Linked DNA regions of Rattus norvegicus: region 2 is linked to region 1. Evidence: chromatin contacts called from public Hi-C data. All regions are on one chromosome and are shown on one strand. The core of a region is the stretch at or near the end of the contact, and the rest is flanking DNA. Distances in the headings are between cores, read along the strand shown. Region 1 overlaps Ccdc148 (coiled-coil domain containing 148). Region 2 has its middle 47 kb from the start of Dapl1.

Region 1 (7,067 bases), core at 1,052-3,551:
GACTCCTGTGAAGCTTCTCTGCTGACTGTATTTTATTACATGGCTTTGGCCCCAAACATCCCATAACTGTTTACGGTGCCAAGTCTGATAGAATTTTCTCATGCCTGTGTGTAACACGAATCCTGGCTCCCATGGTTTTTGGAGATTCCAGACAGCTCACTTTCCAGCTCCTTTCCTTTGGAAATCCAGTATGAAAATTTTTTTGTTCTTTTGTTGTGGCTCTGAATCCACTTGGCATCCTTAACTCAATTTCTTAATTACTGCTCAATGGAAATTGTTGCTTTTGCTTAAACAGTAGATTGTGTTTCTGCAGTTCTTGAATTTTCTAAGGATGTAGGAATAATGTTTGGATATATTTACGTATTAACGTACACTGGCCAGGATGTACACTTGGTAAACAATCTTAAAGTTGTGGCTACTGAATGGAATCGGGCTCAGTGGTGTGAGATGTGAGCGTACCCATTTGTGATTGACACAGGCCTCTCTGGGGTGTTCTCAGAGTACCTTATGAGAGCAGAAACGTAACTGTTGTAAATAGGACTATCACTGTCTAAGAATCTAGGAGGTTCTTTGGTCATTAATGGTCAAATAGCAACTGGAACCTTTAAAATCAAGTATGTTCTGTGCTGTGGTTTGAATATGTCCTCCAGTCTGCGAAGGATGAACCAAGCCACTGTGGAATTATTCCATTTGTCTAATCCACAGCCACATACTGGGAACAACTTTTACTGGTGAACTGCTCTATTCTTTGTGATATATTTGGAGATAAGAACCATTTATTTAGTTCCCAAGAAAACTGGTAGAGAGCAGTGTCTTTTAATATGACAGGTCCCTTGTTGATTCCCCTTTAAAAGCCTGTCCACCTCTGTGATCGGCTCTCTTGTCAGCTCATCTATTTAATTTTGGCTGCCCTTTTCTGAATTGAAGCCATCCATGTTTCTGGCATCAGCACATTTCTGTCAAGCCTCTTTTTACCCGTTTTCTTCTGTTTTCGTCTAAGGCTGCCCGCTTGGCCCCCGCTAGCCTGCAGTCACACGGGGTTGCTGGACTCTTCTAAACACATCATGTGGTTGAGCTTCCAGGATCTGAGTCTGTTTCCCAAGATCTTCCCTCCCCAGACTGCACAATTCAAGGCTCACCTTACAGGGCACCTGCCCCTTCCTTTTCCAGCTTGGCCTTCAACCAAAAGTCAAATTAGGCTGTTGGCCTGGGCGCCCCAAAGGCACATTGTGCGCCTCTTGAGAGTCATGACCCCGGGCTCACTCTGCAGACCAGTGTTCTTCCTCGTGGAACAATCCTGGCTCTGTTAGACTTTTCTGTTTATCTCGAATCCACAGCAGCCTAAGGACAGTTTCCTCCTCTTTAATGTGTGAGTCATCCTGCACCTCGGCTCGCTTTCCCCATCTTTCCGACCTGCTCCTGCACAAGTTGCTCCCACTCAGCGTTTTATGAGTTAGTTACCTTTATCTAGTTTTAGGAGGACTTACAGGCGGTGTTAACTTTCTTAAAAACTGAAACTACCTCCGCAAGTCGGAGCGGTGGCTCCGGGATCTTAACTAACGCTTGTAATGGGAGTGCCGGGAGAGATAAGGAGGAGCCAAGCAGGATCCTGTTCTCCGTGGGGGCTTCATTACTGCAGCCCAGTGTGTAGCTGTGTGTAACCATATACACTGTGCTGCCATCAGGCCCACTGAAGACAGAAACACAACTATAATATAGTGATGTTTATGGGGGATTTAAAAGCACCAAGTTCATCTGGCACATGTCTTTAATCCCAGCACTCCGGAGCGGGGGGGGGGGGGGGGGGAGGTCGGATCTCCGTGAGTTTCAGGCCAGCTTTGTCTACAAAAGTGAATTGTGAGTTCTAAGACAGCCAGGGCTACGTGAAGAGAAACCTTGTCTCAAGAAAACAAATAAAAAAAGCAAAATGTAGATAGATTCGTACCAAGACTGCTGTTTAAAAACGTCATTTTGAGGATTGATATTGTCCTGAGATAGTAGTGATGGTAATATAGAAATAGTTTATTAGCTGTGGACATTGTGACATAATATGCTAAAAAAAAAATCTTGTTTTTTGACGGGTAGCCTCTGACAGGAAGCTAGAGACACAGCTGCGGGATCGGATGGTGGGAACCGTGCTTCAGCACAGGCCCTGGAACCTGGCAAAATGCTCAGGAGGGGGTCCAATGCGCCAAGTATAAGCGGAGAAACCATCAGACACCCACAGTAGGAAGAGGGGTGATCCGCGGGGAAACCCCGCCTCTTGGGGTGACCTCACACTATGGATGAGGAACCAGAACCACCAGTGAGTCAGCGACAGGAAGTGGATTTTTGTCTGGCATGACAAATTATGGCCCTGAACTCTCACTGTGCATGGTGAGGTCATCACTCAGTCCTCCGGGGAAAGAATAGCAGGTAAGGGGAGGAGTCTGAACCCACGCTCCTTCTCTGTTACCAGAACTCAATCCTGTCCCTCAAAAACCTCACCCAGCTCGTGTTGTGTCCCATCTCTCTCTAGTCTTGCCTCAGCTGTCGAGGAAGTTCTGCCGCCTGAAAGGCTTACACGGGACACTGGATGATCTGAGTACCTACCTATCTGTGCTCATCACCCTATAGTGTTTTCTACTAACTGGCCACAACTTTATTTATATACGTGCCCCTGTGAGGCCATATTTAATGAGGTTAAACAGCACCTTTTGAACTCATGCCATGACAATTGCACCAAGAGATGTCATGATTAGCTAGATGCAGTGGTACACGCCTTAAATCCCAGTACTGGGGAAGGCAGAGGCAGGCGGATCTCAGGGGTTCAAGGTCAGCCTGTCAACAGAGTGAGTTCCAGGACACCTGAGGATTTTTAATGAAGTTATCTTTGGAAGTTCTGTGTTCCTAGTTCAGGGACCCTCAAATCATTTTACTCATGAACAATATGACATTAAGTGCTACAAGGAGCAGTATGGGACAGCAGTGAACTGTGCTTTCACAAATAAAAAGTGAGCTTACTCAATTTTTTTTTTCCAGAGTGAAACCATTTAGGTAAACAGTAATGTGGAATAAAGTCTCATTACTTTGGTAGTGAAGGTTTAATTCATCCATGCTATTGTGATTAAATGTTCTGGAGGATTTTACAGTAGTTAAAACTGGCCTAATACATTTTAAGACTACGAATATAGACATTTTACAAATAATATCGATCTTTTAATTAAAGTTCATGATGATCATAGACTATCCTTTTTAAACACAAACTTTCTCTTTAAAAAAGTGTGTTATTGGAGAAGAGTATAACAGTCTTCAGTAACAAGGGGACGGTGCCATTCATGTCCCCGTGAAGGCAGGGCCTGTGACTCTCATATCCTCTTCTGCAGCTCCCGTGGTACTAGCAGGTAATAAGAACCCAATAAATCGTCGGATGACACCAGCCACATATCACACTGCTGCCTGCCCAGAAAACAAACACTGAACAACGGCTACTACTTGGGCAATAGCTTTCAGTTTGTGGTGTGGGAACTCTTGGTGTTGTCTGGAGGTTCGGAAGGATTCTGCAAACGGTATATATATTACTTTCTGCCAAAGATTTCACATTCCCTGGGTGTGTGTGCTTCTAAGTATTCTCAGTTATGGTGCAGTCCAACTTAAGAAAATAAAAATGCATTGGTTGAAGAATATGGAGGAGGTAGGAAAGATGAAAAGGAGAAAAGAAAGAGGATGGAGGAGGAAGAGGAACAGGAAGAGGAGGAGGAGCAGCGGAAGCAGCCACCGCTGCCACCATCACCAAAGAAAGGGTTACAGCACACAGTGCCTCCCCTAAGGTCCCTAGCCCCTTGCCTTGGAGTGAGAGGCTTCCTGCTCAGTTCAGGCCAGTGTTTGTGGGAACCATGCGTATGAAGCTGAGAAGATTTAGGTCTCAGAACATGAGTCTCTGGGTAGACTGGCTCCAAGCTTTCTTTGGTCTTGATTTTAAAATCTTGAAGAAGAAGTTTTATGACGCTTTCACTGTTAAGAGGTTCTGAAACCCGTTTTATTTCAGTACTTGGCAGCCCACCACTCTTGCCTTACCATCCAAGTTTTTCCCCAAGTAGGCCCCCTCAGCACCACGGTCTCTGTTCGGATCTTGGCCTCCCTACCCAGTCTTTCCTCTACTAACTCTCCTCTAGGCCCAGTTCACTCTGAGATTTGCCCTTTAGCCTGTTGGATAGGCCTGGGGTGCTTCTGCCTTAACCTTGATGGAATGCTCCCTGCTGAGAGAATTTCCTTCCAACTTTCTGTCTGGGGGAGAGCACGCTTCCTAGTGTATACGTTTCAAGGCCGTCGAATCACAGGTATTTTAAATCTAGTTTTAAAAACTTCTCATTTACCCACAAGAGGCAGTTCCTTGATGTCCTCCATGCAGAATGTAAATATAGCAGACGTTCTTCAATTCACATCTTTCATAAAACAAGCACCTTTAATCATCAGATACCTCGATCGTTCTCTGGTGCAAGAGCTGAAAAGTGGCGTTGGGCCGTAAGAACACTCAAGTGTGTTGAAGCATGGGAATGCTGGGCGTCCGTCGCTCGTACTTCCTTTCTCTGTGCAGCCAGGTAAGGCCTCTACTCTTCTGTCTGCAAAGGCAGCTCCAGTCAAGGCAGATAGTGACACTGTATTCCTGTGACCACAAGAGGCAACAGCTCATTGCCCCTGACTGCTGCAACTTCAGTCTAGATCAGAACTTGTGAGAAATGTTCCACAGATAATTTTTGTGCCATCCTCCATTTCCCCAACACACGCATGCCTTGAGGAAGAGTCTTTCTATGTTTTATCCCAGTCTTCCATAGGCTCCTGGGCTCAAATGATCCCCTGTCATAATATCTCGAGCAGATGGGACTGTAAATGCAATCAGTTGCAACAAGGTTGGAGTATGACTTGAATCTTGAGAAAATGATTACAACTAAAGCCAGAGGTCGGGATAAACTCTAGTCAAACACCTGTGGAAATAGGTGGGCAGGGTTATGGTCTTAATGAGAATTCTTATTATAGAAGTTTAACGTATGAAGACATGGATAAGTATTTTTGAAAGAGTGACATTTCAGCTTTATGCGTTTGTTTACAGAGAGCATAGGTTGGGAATTAAAGTTGATTTGAAATCAGCCTAAATGAACCTTACTAACACCTTCTCACATACTATATTAGATTAATAGAAATCCTATCATATGGATCTTTTTAAACATTCTAGATGTTCTTTCAATAGTCGAAACATCTGGCAGAAATAAAACTCACTACTCTTCACGCTTCTTCAGGTTATAGGGAGAATGGAAAACACAGGCATTTCTCCCTCACACTGGAGAGCACGAGTATGTCCTAGGAGACTTCCATATCTATCTGATGAGAACATAAATGTTTTGTGTATTTATTTTTAAGACATATGAAAAATTTCATAGAAATGACCTTATTAAGATTTATTTTCATTGTTTTTAAATATGTGAATATGTACATCTCAGTGCACGTATGAATCATCTCTCTAGACCCTTGACAGCAATGTTTAAATAAATGATCTGAGTCTGTATCTAGAATTTCCATGCTGTTTTTGTACCTTGGAATTGCGGCAACGCCAGCAACCAATGGTTACATCTTACCATTCAGTGGACTGCACCCCAGGATATATAATCCAAATGATACCTTTTCATGAAAGTCGCTTTTGGTGATGGTGCTCTATCATCACAATAGAAACCAAACAGATATGCTAGCTTCGTCTATGGGTCAGCTGAGTAGTGGCATCCCAGTAACTCTGAGTATATGTCGTACCCAGATCTTATCTTCTAAATCCATTTTCTAAAGATCTAAAACACAGAAAAAAATAGTTCAAGACCCTAAGCAGAAAAATCCAAGGTCATCCGGGGAAGTTATGTTGCTCCAAGAAGCCAGGAAAGAATCAAGGAAGGTATCAGGTGAACACGAGCATCCAGAACCACGTGCGTATCCTGTTGATATAGCTGTGATTCGAATCCGTTATCTAATATTGATTAGCAGATTGTTGGAGTAAGGATGGGGGGAAATTGAAGATGCTTGAAAGTGGGTACCAACTGAGTTTTACTATGACAACAGGGAAGGTAAAATATGTGGAAGGAGAAGGAGAAGCAGGTGAAGGGAAATCCCAGAGAAAGAAATGGACAATTTGGTATCTTTAGAGATTGTGTACGTTATTTTTCTGTTGCTATGATTGCTGCTATGACATCATGATTAAGGTAACTTAAGGAAGAAAAAGTTGATGTTGGCTTATGGCTTCTAGAGGAGTAAGAGTCCATCATGGTGGGGAGGCACGGCAGCAAGCAGTCCTATTTCTCCCTCCCTCCCTCCCTCCCTCCCTCCCTCCCTCCCTCCCTCCCTCCCTCCCTCCCTCTCTCCTCCATTCTCGCTCTCTCTCTCTCTTTTTTTTTTGGTTCTTTTTTTTTTTCGGAGCTGGGGACCGAACCCAGGGCCTTGCGCTTCCTAGGTAAGCGCTCTACCACTGAGCTAAATCCCCAGCCCCGCTCTCTTTCTTTAATTAAATAAATGTACTAAGTCAGGAATCCCTGATATGGTGACAAGGGTGAAGCCAGGTCTTTGGCTGGTTAAATGGCTCAGTGGTTAAAGGCATTTGCCAGCAAGCCTGATTACCTCAATTCAGTGCCCAGAACCCAGATGATGGAAGGAGAGAACTTATTTCCACACGTTCATTGTGTGTTCTGTGTCATGCATGCCCTACCCCATGCACATACAGATTAAATGAATGAAAACAAACAAACAAACAAACAAAAAAGCATGCCATCTAGTTTAACTGTTTCCCAAACGTGAACCTGTTAACAAGTCATTTAAGCCCTGTGGGTGTTAGTTGGGTCTAATTGCAGCTGTTGTATGGTATGATGTGCTTTTAGTTCGCCTCTGCTTTTGCCCACTCTACCACCAATATGTATTTTATATCAGACGAGCACCTTTACTGTAGCTAAAGACAAATGAAAGCTATGCTACAATATCTAGGATCTTGGCTGGGAGCACTTTAACCAGTTTTGTGTAAGTAGGACAGTAGATTTTGAGTAAAGAGCCAGACTTTA
Region 2 (6,858 bases), core at 2,963-5,462, 340 kb before region 1:
CACAGTAGCTCCTAATGGGAGGTTAGGGCAGACTCGCTGGAGGGGTGCTGTTTAGATGAGATCTGACGGATCACTGGGTAGGAACAGCACAACAGTATAAACCAAGCCTAGTTATAGCACTCTTGGGCAGCTAAGAGTAGACAATGAGTGGTTTGCAGGGTCAGTAGGCTACAGCCATGATGGTTTTGGCAACCACACTGGACTTCTATTGGGCAAGCAACAGGTCAGGTACCTCTGCAACAATACCCCTTAAGATATGGGGAGTAGGGCTGGAGAGATGGCTCAGCCGTTAAAGGCTAGGCTCACAACCAAAAATATAAGATATGAGGAGTAAAGTCAACAAAGTAGCTGTTATGTCAACTGGACAGGAGCTAGAGTCATCAGAGAAGAGGGAGCCTCCATTGAGAAAATGCCTCCATAAATTTAGGCTGTAGATAAGCCTTTAGGGCATCTTCTTATTTAGTGATTGCTGTGGGAGGGTTCAGCTAGGTGATGCTATCCCTGGGCTGGTGGTTCTGGGTGTTATTAAAAAAAAGCACTCACCCAAGTAAATACAGGACAGAGTGGAGCAGAGACTGAAGGAAAGGTCATCCAGAGGCTGCCCTACCTGGGCATCCATCCCATACGCAGCCACCAAACCCAGTCACTATTGCTGATGCCAAGAAGTGCTTGCTGACAGGAGGCAGATATGGATATCTCCTGAGAGGCTCTGCAGAGCCTTACTGAGACAGATGAGGATGCTTGCAGCTAACCATCGGACTGAGCACAGGGGCTGCAATGAGGGAGTTAGAGAAAGGAATGAAGGAGCTGAAGGGGTTTGCAACCCCATAGGAAGGACAACAATATCAACCAACCAGATCCCCCAGAGCTCCCAGGGACTAAACCACCAACCAAAGATACACATGGAGTGACCCCATGACTCCAGCCGCAAATATAGCAGAGGATGGCCTTGTTGGGCATCAATAGGAGGAGAAGCCCTTGGTCCTGTGAAGGCTCACTGCCCCAGTGTGGGGAAATGCCAGGATGTTGCGGTGGGAGTGGGTAGGTGGGAGGAAGAGCGTCCTCGTAGAAGGGAGGGGAGAGGAGTATAGGAGAGGGGGAAAATGGATAACATTGAAACGTAAATAAAAAAATCCAATTTAAAAAACAAAAGCAGACTGAGTAAGCCAGTAAGCAGCATTCCTCCATGGCCCCTGCATCAGGTCCTGCCTTCAGGTTCCTGCCCCGACTTCCTTCAGTGGTGAACTAGATATGGAAACTAGATATGGAACTAGATATGGAAAATAAACTGATTTTGGTCATGGTGTTACATCACAGTGGTAGTAACCGTAACTGAGGATGATGACAGGTAAACAGCATCTCAAAATATGACAAAAAACTTCAAATTCTACGAGGCAATGACTGCATTCAAGGCAACGTTTGCAGAACTTCACGTCCACATTACTGTGACTGCCCACGGTCTGCCAAGGCTGGCCCTGTCATTATTCTCCCTTTGTACATGAGGACCCTAAAGCGCATGGGTGAGGCTGCTGTGGGCTGAACTCTGTCCCTTTAAGATAGAATGCTAATGCTAGCCCTGGGCTTCTCAGCCCGTGACCATGCTTGGGATGACGATGTATCTTGTATGACTTGCATCCTTATCAGAAGGGGGCGTGTCCGTGTGAAGATGGCGTCAGAGTTTGGGGTGCTCCACTCCAAGCTCAGGAACGTTGCAAACCGCCTGGAATACACATTGGCCGGGCGCACACAGCGTATTTGCTGAATGACTATTGTGATTGTTTGTATATGCTCAGCACAGGGAGTGGCATGGTTAGAAGGTGTGGTCTTGTTGGAGTAGGTGTGTCACTGTGGGTGTGGGCTTTAAGACCCTCACCCTAGATACCTGGAAGCCAGTATTCTGCTAGCAGCCTTCAGATGAAGATGTAGAGCTCTCAGCTCCTCCTGCACTATGCCTGCCTGGACGCTGCCATGTTCTTGTGTTGATACTTATGAGAGTTGCCTTGGTCATGGTGTCTGTTCACAGCCATAAAACCTAAGACAACTATTAAAGGACATTTATTGAGAAACCTGAGTGAGACTGGCTTAGATCAGTGAGGAACGTGTATAAGAAAGATTTCAATGGTAGCCACTTGGAAGTCCTTGGTCTCCTGCCTGCCTCTATGAATGACTCTCACTAAACTCCTTTCCACAGGTTCCTCACAGCACTTCTCCCTCAGTGTCTGTTCTACCTCTGTCTGCAGTTTCAATCTGCCTCTTCTACTCACAATCAACCAGAGGGAAGGACACGGGTGTCACGGTGTGCCTGAACCACAGGCCTCCAGCAACGAGCTGAACATTCCTAGCAGCCCTGAGCCAGCTGCAGGGGTGCGTGTGACATCTGTGGATGCCTTGAGCTCTGTTCGGCAGAATGGATGATGGCAGAATGCACAGAGCCTCGTCTGCTAAGACCAGGGTTCTTTCTCATGGTGACTGACAGAATTCAGCACGGTCTAGCTAATAGGATGTCTCTAGGGGATTGATCACCCAAACTAAGGAAATGTAAATTTCAGCCTCGTTCAGACCATTCTCAGGTTAACATCAATTTTCCTCCACAGGTGTCAGGATTCATTTAGGCTTTTTTTTTTAATTGGGAAGTTGATTCCATCTTTAGCCCTAGTAGGACTGACAGCAGGCCCTGCTCTTTCTCCGTGTGTATTCTGATGGGTGCTGGTCACTCACAGTGTCACAGGGGTCTCTGGTAATCATCTAGGGGATTGCTAAGCTTATTTCCCGAAATAGACAAAAAATTGACCAGGGAAGATGGAAGACCAAGAAACAGAGAAAGAGAAAACATCAGTTTTATCCCTAGAGATGGAGAGGCCTAAGGCAGGAAGTCCGCTGTGGATGCTGGCTTTGAAGTATTTGATAGGTCCCTGGATCCTACACTTTCCCTCTTGGCATTGGTCAGATACCCTTCATATATCCGTTTCTCCTGGTAAGGTCTCCTGGGGACAAGAAGCTGCCAGCTCAGGGAGTTCTTTTCCACTTCATGGTCTACCCAATCTCTAACTCTCCATCCGCAGATTCATCACAGTGACATAGCTGTCATCCACATTTTGTTCTTGGGGATGTGGTCCCTGTATCTGGGAGAGGCAAGAGGAGCCCGAGTAGGATGATCAGCAGTCCCAATGTCCTTCAGCAAAGTCACTTGTCCCCTCCACCTGAGGACAAATGGACTAGAAGCAACATTTAGACTGCCTTGTGACCTGGGCAATTACAAACGGCAAATTATACCACATACATGCAGCTCACACATATGCAACACGCACACACTCACAGAGACACAGACATTTGCATTAAACATACGGAAAGTCTCAAGAATTACTAATTAAAGGGGGCTGGAGGAATAACTCAGCAGTTAAGAGCACTTGCTGCTCTTCCAGAGGAGCCTGAGTCAAGTCCAAGCGCTCACAACCATCTGTAACTCCAGTCCCAGAGGATCTGACGCCCTCTTCTGGCCTCCTTGGACACTGCACACAAATGATTGACAGGCATACGTGCTGGCAAAACACCCACGCACATAAAAATAAATAAAAAATGTTATAAGAATTACTAATTAGGGGGACAAGCCATAGCAGATAAATATCTGTGTTGGCACATAGAACTCTGGGTGTCACCTGAGGACCCCTACAGCACGCCCTTCTTCCCCTACAGGGTCCGGTACTTGAGTCCAGAAACGATTCGTTTTACTGCTTTCTTCATAAAGTGAGCAGTGGCGTGGCACTATCCAGTCACCACACTCTTGGTCTCATCTCAAGAACAGAGAGTTCCACACCTGCCTTCAGGTCCTTCTGCGAAGGCAGGAGGAAACAAAGAAGCAAAATTTCTAAAGGAAAGGATACATGTAGGAATCAGCAGAGCTGTCCCGCTGTGACTATAGACACTGTAGCCTGGAAGGGGGCGCATTGAGCTCCACGCTTGTTGCTCAAAGAAATAGACAATAGTCACAGCCCATTAAGATGCCATCTGCTCCGTGTGAGGCAGGAAAGCCATTCTGGCTGAGGCAGGCATCTAATCTCACCTGCATCTCTCCAGCTCCCCACCTTGTAGTCTGAGGAGGGAGGCTCAGTTCACTCCCTTATTTTTCTAGTAGATTGGTGCCTTTTACACCAAGCCATGGCTCCGCCTGAACAACTGTTGTTTGAGACATTCCTAACACTGTCTGGAACGCTGCCAAAAAGAACACAGAGTGCAGGTCTGTGTCCGTGGTTGTGTTAGATCCAGAAAGGGAGAGGCCAGGGGAGTGTGGAAAAGGTCACTGGGACTTTGGACTTGAGTCAGACAGGCAGAGAACATTCATCCCTAGGGAATGGGGTGTGGAAGGGAAATGGGGCTTAAAGGAGGAAATTATACACGGATAAGACAGGCGTTTAAGAGTCAAGTCCAAGAAACACAACTTAAAATAAGCATGGTGTGTGTTAGCCCTGGCTTCAACTGCAGAGACCAGGGCACCACAAGTGGCTTAGATGCTTTTTTTTTTGGTTCTTTTTTTCGGAGCTGGGGACCGAACCCAGGGCCTTGCGCTTCCTAGGTAAGCGCTCTACCACTGAGCTAAATCCCCAGCCCCGGCTTAGAGGCTTTGAAGGTTAAAATTACTTCCGGAATCACAGTCCAAGGGTTGGTGTGCTGTTCATGGACCCAGGGAGACTAGATGTCTACCTTTCGGCTTTGTTAATTCTTATCTGTGAAGTAGCATTTTTGAGGACACCTCATGGTCCAAGATGGCACCCGAAACTCCAGTCATGGCCTCCACACTTTAGGCAAGAGAAAAAGACCAACAGGTTCTTGCAAGCACTCCTTTGATTAGCCTTCCCGGCAGACTCTGTTTACAGCCTCTGCTTCATGGAATGGGCTTAGTTGAAAGCAAGCCTGAGAATATCGTCTCTGCTTGCTGGAATAAAACTGGTTCCTGCAGGAGGGTATTCAGAGAGCATGAATGGGGAGTGGGGTCAGCAACTGGCAATCATTTCCGTTTGAGTTGAGGCAGTGACGCCTCGTGGTTAAAGAGAATCCACAACAGCAGAATACTGGGGTTGACGCTTAGGATCTACCATCTGCTGGCAATACGCTCGGTGACAGAGCATTAAGCCTTTCTGAGCGGCTGCTCCTTCGTCTGAAAAATGAGGAAAGTGCTAGAAACTTCTCCTCGTGTCTCATGAGAGTCAGATCCAGGCAGTATCAGATCAGGCACAGGGAAAATAGCCCAAACCAGCTGCTACTGTTATGACTCTATTCAAAGGGCCCGGAAAGCAAATTTTTGATATATAATAAAAAATTAAGGCCCATTAAATAAATCTGCCACACGTACATTGTGAGGTAGGGTTTGGAAAAACCCATACTGATGGCTGCTTATATGTGTGAGGTCTCTAAGAAGTCGGCTTGAAGGACCCCTGCATTTTCAAGTGAAGATTCTGAATGGTTTGGGAGGTCCTATGAGCTTGGGGGAGAGGGGTAATGGGAGGTGGCCTCTCCCCAGACTCCGTACTGCCAACCTGGTGAGGGTGGAAGGACAGAAATTGCACATGCCGTTAGAACACACCCTTCACTGCTGTGGATGTCTCTGTGACCGCCACAGTCAACAGAATAGTGATCTAGGAGAGGCAGGAAGGCAGTTGGTTCAAACCCAAATATGTATTTGGGCATATTTAAGCATAGCACAATTTGATGAATATTTTTCTGGTGATAATGAACTTAATCCTATGTGCACAGTAAAGCTTAAGATGTGACCACATTAAAACTGTTTATGAAGCCCATGTTACACCTTCTGTAACAATAGTTCTCTATAGATTGACAAACTCATGATAAGGGCTTAGGGAGGAAGGTCTGGTGTGGTCTCAGTCACGAAGACAGCACAAAAGACAATGGCTATTAACTATGTCTGCTTCCAGTTTTCTGGGTGGAAAAACAGAATATATATCTCTCCTTTTGAAGAGACAACCCCATGCGTTTAATATTTCTGGTTCCTCTAGTACGTATCCATGAGCACCAGGACCTCTGTGCCTCCTACATCTTGCCCCATCTTCATTTCTTAAAGAGGAATTTGTGGCTGTAGTAGAAGCCAGGGTTGAATGTATTGTCTGCATGGCTAGACCAAACAATATAGACAGGTATATACGAATAACTAACCAAGGACCAAGGACAGAGGAAAGCCGGCAGAACCATGACGGCCATTCAAAGGTTGCCGGGAGTTGAACCTGGGTACTTTAGAATCCAGTGCTCAACAACTGAGCCATCATTCCAGCCCTACAGATCATTAATTTGGTCACTGATGGTATGAGAAAAACCTGACACATTAAGGTAACACATGCCAGGAAACTGTTGACAAACAAGATTATTCTTTTTTTTTTTTTTTTTCCTATTCTTCTTTTTCGGAGCTGGGGACCAAACCCAGGGCCTTGCGCTTGCTAGGCAAGTGCTCTACCACTGAGCCAAATCCCCAACCCCAAGATTATTCTTGAATAAGAAATAATCTATAGTAGCTTTTAAAAAACTGGTTCTCTAATTTACCTAGAAATTTATTAATTTCTGCTTCTATTTTTCCAGTAATATTAGTCGTTGCCTTAGGGTTTTACTGCTGTAAAGAGACACTGTGACCAGGCAACTCTTCTAAAGGAAAACATTTCATTGGACTGGCTCACAGTTTCAGAGGTTTAGTCCGTTACTGTCATGGTGAGAAGCATGGTGGCACGCAGGCAGACATGGTGTGGAGAGAGCACTGAGAGTTCTCTATCTTGATCCTCAGGCAGCAGAAGGAGACTGCCACACTAGGCCCAGGCTAAGCATAGGAGACCTCAAAGCCTGCCTCCACAGTGACACACT

Evidence for each region. Hi-C and Micro-C count contacts between places; a contact is called where the count stands out from the background.
Region 2: a Hi-C map of mammary epithelial cells shows a contact between it and region 1, with 2.6 times the contacts expected there. The contact joins two enhancer-like sites. A contact is called at or near these places in 2 of 12 Hi-C or Micro-C datasets (mammary epithelial cells and psoas muscle).

What each region holds. Positions count from the first base shown.
Region 1 is chr3:63,982,220-63,989,286 of GRCr8, reverse strand. The region is part of intron 1 of Ccdc148 (coiled-coil domain containing 148); the gene reads left to right. Among named protein-coding and RNA genes, the nearest start is that of Ccdc148, 55 kb to the left of the region's middle. Within about 2 kb of position 2,301, at least 25 of the 93 cell types and tissues checked have an H3K27ac peak or open chromatin away from gene starts, as enhancers often do.
Region 2 is chr3:64,319,370-64,326,227 of GRCr8, reverse strand. No RefSeq gene overlaps it. Among named protein-coding and RNA genes, the nearest start is that of Dapl1, 47 kb to the left of the region's middle. Within about 2 kb of position 4,212, at least 14 of the 93 cell types and tissues checked have an H3K27ac peak or open chromatin away from gene starts, as enhancers often do.